Regions from separate parts of the Mus musculus genome. Here region 1 is linked to region 2. A link is a contact called in public Hi-C data. All regions are on one chromosome and are shown on one strand. The core of a region is the stretch at or near the end of the contact, and the rest is flanking DNA. Distances in the headings are between cores, read along the strand shown.

The links. A called contact is a pair of places that touch in the nucleus more often than the background predicts.
Region 1: a Hi-C map of cortical neurons shows a contact between it and region 2, with 1.9 times the contacts expected there. The contact joins two enhancer-like sites. A contact is called at or near these places in 1 of 39 promoter capture datasets (3T3-L1-derived adipocytes), 1 of 15 datasets of contacts at CTCF or cohesin (the NIH/3T3 cell line), 2 of 484 Hi-C or Micro-C datasets (the N1E-115 cell line and cortical neurons), 2 of 115 datasets of contacts at active chromatin or transcription factors (embryonic hindbrain and embryonic stem cells) and 2 of 9 other capture datasets (adipose tissue and pancreatic islet).

Annotation. Positions count from the first base shown.
Region 1 is chr2:165,265,221-165,268,484 of GRCm38.p6, forward strand. No RefSeq gene overlaps it. Among named protein-coding and RNA genes, the nearest start is that of Slc35c2, 21 kb to the right of the region's middle. Within about 2 kb of position 1,756, at least 15 of the 459 cell types and tissues checked have an H3K27ac peak or open chromatin away from gene starts, as enhancers often do. A contact at or near this core is called in cortical neurons, where this site is marked.
Region 2 is chr2:165,200,437-165,203,769 of GRCm38.p6, forward strand. The region is part of intron 1 of Cdh22 (cadherin 22); the gene reads right to left. Among named protein-coding and RNA genes, the nearest start is that of Gm36803, 7.3 kb to the right of the region's middle. Within about 2 kb of position 1,450, at least 78 of the 459 cell types and tissues checked have an H3K27ac peak or open chromatin away from gene starts, as enhancers often do. A contact at or near this core is called in cortical neurons, where this site is marked.

The DNA.
Region 1 (3,264 bases), core at 506-3,005, 65 kb after region 2:
CCATAACCTCTGCATCAGCTCCTGCCTCCAGATTCCTGCCCTGCTTGAATCCCTGCCCTGATATCCTTTGATGACAGACTGTGATGTAGAACTGTAAGCTGAAACAAATCCTTTCCTCCCCAAACTGATTTTTGTTTTGGTGTTTTATTACTGCAATAGAAACCCTAAGATACCATCTACCCATCCATCTACCCTCTTAAATCTACCTACCCATTTAACCATCCATCCATCCATCCATCCATCCATCCACCCATCCACCCATCCTCTTAAATTTACTCACTCATCCATCCATCCTTCTACCTACCTATCCATCCATCTGTCCATCTGTCTGTCCACCTGCCTGCTGGCCCATCCATCCATCCACCCACAGACCCACCCATTCATCCTTCTATCCACCCACCCATCCTTACATCCATCCATACATCTACCCACCACCTATCCATCTATCCATCCATCCATCCATCCATCCATCCATCCATCCATCCTACCACCCTTCCATCCATCCACCCACCCATCCACCCATTCATCCTTCTATTCACCCACCCATACATACATACATCCTCCCACCCATCCACCCACCACCCATCCATCTACCCACTCTTCCATCCATCCATCCATCCATCCACCCACCCACCCACCCACCCATCCACCCATCCATCCTTCTATCCACCCACCTACCCACCCACATATTCACCCATGTACTCATACATCTACCTAACCTCCCACTCCTCCGCCACCCTTCTATGCCTCCACTCTCCCAGCCGCTCTCACTCTTTTATATGTCACTGTGTGCTACACCCGTGCTAGATACCAAGGCCTGAGATATGAGTAACATCTTATTTGATGCTCACTTGTGTATGACAGGCATTTCTGGAAGAAGGGAACGATGTGTCTCCCCATGCAGACCAAGTGGGTGCCGTGAGACACGTATCCTCGGTCCCTTGAAGCTTCTGAGTCCTGTATCATGTGTATGTACTCACAAGCTAAACATTTTTAATTAAAAATATATGTACATCTTGTTTGGGTTTTCAGCATTTGCTTTGCTCCTGAAAGGGTTTCGGGCTTATGAGAGCACACAGAGATGAATAGACGTGGTCCTGCTGCCAGGGAGCTGACAGTCTCATGGGGAAGAGGGAAGCGCGAGCAAGCCCAACACGGTGTTGTAGGAGGGGCAGAGGAATGTGGATGCCAGGCTGCTGGACAGTTTCTCAAATGATCTCAATGACTGCTCTGGGCTACTGCCCACAAATAATGGCCAGATATGGTCACCCTCATCTAGCCTCTGGGTTGAGAATCAAGACGCCTGCCTCTCGAATGCAGTGTGGATCTCTCCTTTGAGTGTTTGAGCCTTTGTGTGTTGCCATCTCCCAAGTCACTGTCATTGTGATCAAATGCCCAGGTCACAGAGTGGCTGGAAAAGAAGCCAGTGGCTGGGGCATCCCAGCATGCAATCCCTGTCTTTACAGGTGAGCCCCGCTGGCCCTAAACCAATGCCCAGGAGACAGCAGGGAAGTCGCCTTCCACAGCCTCGGGCTGGAGTGGGGATGGGGCTGAGGGCAGCGGGAGCTGCCTGCATGCCTGTGCTGAAGAGGAGAACCTGGGCTGTTTGGAGAATACGGTCTTTTCAGAGCAGACCTTTGAAATCGAGCAAGAATAACTTTAAACAATAAGATGCTTCTCTCTCCCCCTCGGCTGTTGCCCAGGCAACGCCAGAGTGCTCAACAACTGTTTAGTTTTTTAAGAAACCAAATCTCCCTCTCTTTGGTCAGCAACCGCCAGGAAGATGAAGAGGCGGCGGAGGCACCCCTCACGGCCCATTGTGTGGGAACCCGGGTCAGCTGCCTGCAGCAGTGACATTTAAATCTGACGTTACATATTATGTATGAACCCCAAGCTGCTCTCCTCTGAGGCTTGTGCTCCCAAACCGGGAAGGCTCTAAACCTGTGAGTGAGGCACTCTGGCAGTTGCGGGGTCATTTCCAGAGGCTGACCTCCACTTGCTAAAGCGGTTGGGAACTGGTGTGGGTATGGGGCAGCCATCCGTCCCCATCCCTCTGCATGGTCTGGCCCTAGGAGAGTCCCCATTAGGCCAGGGGCCACCTTGGGAGTGTTGAAGCCCAGAAGCCCAGACTTTCAGGAACCTCTGCCAAAAAGGTGGGGGAGGGAGGCCTTGCTGATCCTCATGCCATACAAAGAAACCAGTGGCAGGGAGTTCTAACAGAAAGGCTCATGTCAGGCCTTACATCCAGAACCCTATGCCTGTCCTTCCACGGAGAAAGGTGTCACAGTGTGCCCATCTTCCAGCTGTAAACACTGAAGCAATTGACAATTGCTGAGGCAGGAGACGCAGAGCTTGCGCTAGCCTAACCAGATGGTGGGGCCAATACATGTCTCACCCACAGTCCTTAGGGGGGTTTTGTGACCAGTGGCAGATGTTTGCTAAAATTTGGGCAGTGTGACCTGCTAGGGGGACCAGCTCCCCACTTTGCCTTCATCACAGGAAAACAGTAAGGTTGGTAACTTGTCCTGGTTCCACGTTCCGGGGCGGGTTGAAGGACACACATACATTTTGCATATCTATGATATGGAGACATACTCCGCAGATCATGGTGAGGTAGTCAATAGTTATAGTGGCTGTTGAAAGGTGGATGTGATGGCTCAGGCCTGTAATTCTAGTACTAAGGCTGAGACAGGAGGGTTGCTATGAGTTCAGGACTAGCCTGGGTTACAGAATAAAACCTGGGCTCAGACAAACAAACAACCCCCCCCCAAACTAAAACAGGACTGGGAGATACTTTAGTTGGTAAAGAAGTTTTAGTGGAGCCGGGCGTGGTGGCGCATGCCTTTAATCCCAGCACTTGGGAGGCAGAGGCAGGCAGATTTCTGAGTTCGAGGCCAGCCTGGTCTACAAAGTGAGTTCCAGGACAGCCAAGGCTATACAGAGAAACCCTGTCTCAAAAAACCAAAAAAAAAAAAAGAAGTTTTAGTGGGAGCAAGGGAAACCGAGTTCAACAATCTCACCTACATTGTTGTTGGTGGTTTTTTGTTTTTTTTTTAAAAACTGTTTATTGATTCTTTGTTTCACATCATATACCCAATACCACTCATCTCCCTCCCCCTTCATATCTGCCCTTTGCTCTTGTAACCTTCCCCCCCAATAAAACACATATGTGTGTGCACGTGCATGCATGCACACATAAAAAAAAACAAAGCAGAGAAAAACATCTCCTCGTGGAAGCTGTCGTGTTTACAGTGTGTCCCACAG
Region 2 (3,333 bases), core at 200-2,699:
CCGGGGGAACTGAGGCACAGCAGTGCTGTAACAGTCCAGGAGAAGCATGTCATCTGTCTTCCCTGTGGTCTGTGCATCCAGAGAGGCAAGGGTGTCGCGTTCTGTCATGCCGTGCCCCCCCTGCTCAGCTCCTGCATTGTTCTCTTGACATGTCTGGCTTTCTCCAGCTATGTGTTGACTGTTGTCTTTTAGTTTTTATCTTAGGAGAGAACTTGAAGCCCCGGAAGAGTGGAATTTCTCTTCTTTAAAAAGCACTTGCACTTGGCTGTGCATTCGATTTTAAAATTTGAAGCCCTGGGTTCCCTGGATGGCTGAGTGGCCCTGTGAGTCCCATCTGGTCCCTTCTGTTTCATCTGTACCTCAGGGGCCCTTGAGAATCCCAGTGGGTCTGGGGAGGGTCTGCATTTTGACTCCTTCCTCTTTCAGACAACGAACTTGGACTTCCATTCCCCTTACACTGTGAGATCATTAAAAACCGAATTCACTTTTTCTGGGATCAGCCAATGTCCTGAGGGCAAACGCTGCCTCTCTGCTCTCTAACGGCCCCCGGCTTTCTGTTTTCCCTCCAGTTTTGACCTAATAATTCCTGGTAATTCCTTACAAAGGGCTTGCTTGTCAGCTCTTTGATGCTTTAATAAGATGATTTTTGTATTTTATCCAACACTCTTAGCTCCTTAAAGCTGAAGGGTTTGTCCCCAAACCTCAGTGCCTTGTTTCTAAACACAGAGATGGCTAATCTCTAAGGCTTGGGCACAACATGTGGCATATTTTAATGACTTCATAAATAGTTGTTGTGCTAGAGCAGTAGCTCAGATAGTAGAGTGCTTGCCTAGCAGGTCAGAGCCCTGGGTTTGATCCTTAGCACTGTATAAAATAGACATGAGGTGCATACCTGTGGTCCCAGCAACACCCTGGAGGTAGAGGCAGGGGATCAAGAGATCAAGGGCATCTTCAGCCACTTGCTGAGTTCAAGGCCAGCCTGGGGTATATGAGACCCTGTCTCAAAAACAAAATCGAAGGACCTTTACAGGTTCACAAGTTTGAACATTTGGTCCCCAGCTGGTAGGACTTTAGAACAGCTCTGTTGCCTCAAGGGAGGTGTAACCTGGAGGAAATTGGCCTCTGCGGGAGTGGAGAAGGGGTAGACCTCGAGGGTTATAGCTCAGCCTGAACTAAATGAGACCCTAAAATAAACAAAATAACTATTTGTTGATTGAAAGAAGGACCTGAAGCCAGATCTGCAACGTCCCGGCTCTTTAAAGGCATTTGCATCTCGCTCAGATGAGGTTCCAAAAGAAATGGTGAGCACTGAGAGGCAGGGCTGTGAGCTGTGAGCTGTGAGTGAGGGAAGGGCCGCCGCCAGGCAGTGGTACCAGGAAGGACTGGTAAGCACACAGATGGATCGGCAGCTCAGCAGATGAGCCATTCACCAGGCTGAAAGGGAGTCTCACAGGAAGTGGACCACGTCAGCCAGAGCCTGCACGGAGGCTAGTTATGTGGGAGGGATGTAGAAGCTATGAGTGAGCAGAAAAGCAGGGACCATCCAGGAAAAGGCTCCTGGGGGGCTCCGTGAATGCAGAAGCCCAGCCCAGGCAGGACAGCTCCCAGCGCCGCCGGCAGGAGGGAGGAGGAAGCAGCCTGTTGGAATGCAGGCACGGTAATTGCTACAGAGGAGCGTTCCCTTCCGTTTGAAAAGCTTTCTGCTCTGCGTTTTCTTTGGTCCCAGTTTCAAAGGAATTTTAATTGCAAAGAAAATTTTGTCATCTCCCTGGGGGGAGAGGGCTCCACAGCTTCGAAAAGTCCGTGCCTGATGCGGGTGCTTCTCCAAACTAGCGGTTTTCACGGTTTTCACGCTTTGGCTGCGAGGAAACTGGCTGGGGATTGGTCCTAGTGGAGGGAGGGGATGAGGCGGGCCTCCCTGCTCCTTTCCAAGGCTGGAAAACCGAGTTTGCATCCTGGGGTGACCTGGACCAGGGCCTCCACGAGGCCTTTAGTGCCAGTCTAAGCATGGGCCTGAGGTACCTGTGCCAGGCTCACTTTGTCCTCAGTTTGGCATGTTTGTTTAAATACGCTAAGAAGCCTAAGGAGGATGGCCCCTCCTCCATCCACTCATTGTAGAGCAAGCTCCGCAGGGTGGCCCATTCGAAAGCAGTCTGATACAGTTCAACATGAAGTTAGCGCACCATCCAGTCATCCCACTCCAGAGAATCTATGGCAGAGACAAAGGGACAAAGGTCCACACAGAGACAGGGCAGCACAGTTCAGCCAAAGAGCAGAAGCACACCCACGCCTCTGTAGTGATGTCAAATGAGAGTGTGTATGTGTGTAGTGTGTGTGTTATGTGTGTGTGTTATGTGTGTGTGTGTATGTGTGTGTATATGTGTGTTGTGTGTGTATGTGTTTGTATGTGTGTGTATGTGTGTGTATATGTTATATGTGTGCATATGTGTGTGTGTATGTATGTGTGTTATGTGTGTATGTGTGTGTATGTGTTGTGTGTGTGTTTGTATGTGTGTGTATATATGTTATGTGTGTGTATGTGTGTGTATGTGTCTGTGTGTGTGTTATATGTGTGTATGTGTGTATATGTGTGTGTGTATGTGTGTGTATGTGTCTATGTGTGTATGTGTGTGTATGTGTATATGTCTTATGTGTGTGTATGTATGTGTGTGTGTATGTGTGTGTATGTGTTGTGTGTGTATGTGTTTGTATGTGTGTGTATATGTGTGTTGTGTGTGTATGTGTGTGTATATGTGTTATGTGTGTATGTGTGTGTGTATGTGTGTATATGTGTTATGTGTGTGTATGTGTTTGTGTTATGTGTGTGTGGCATGTGTGTGTATGTGTGTGTTATGTGTGTATATGTGTATGTGTTATGTGTATACATGTGTGTATGTGTAATGTGGTCTGTACCCACGAAGGGGCTCTCTGAGAGCCAACATCTCTGATGCTCGGCTCCCTGAAGAACGAAAAGCTGTGCTAATCGTAAGCCTCCCTCTCTGAATGTCCAGATCGGCATCTCCACAGAGACAGGAGGCAGATTGGTGTGCTCGGGACTGGTAATGGGGGTGGGCTGATGTGACAGGCAGGAAGGGGTACAAGAGACATCCTGATGGATGGTGGTGTAGGTGCCGCAGAGTAATTTACTGGACATCATTACGTGTGCACTTACAAAGGATGAATTTTATAGTATGTAAATTATACTCAGTAAAGCTGTCAGGGGAAAATGGCCCTGCCTTTCTCAGGACTAAAGACAGAATGTCTACAAGGCCCTACATGATCTGCCCTTTGACCTTTGTGATCACAGCCCCACCCCTTCTCTCCTCTCCTGCC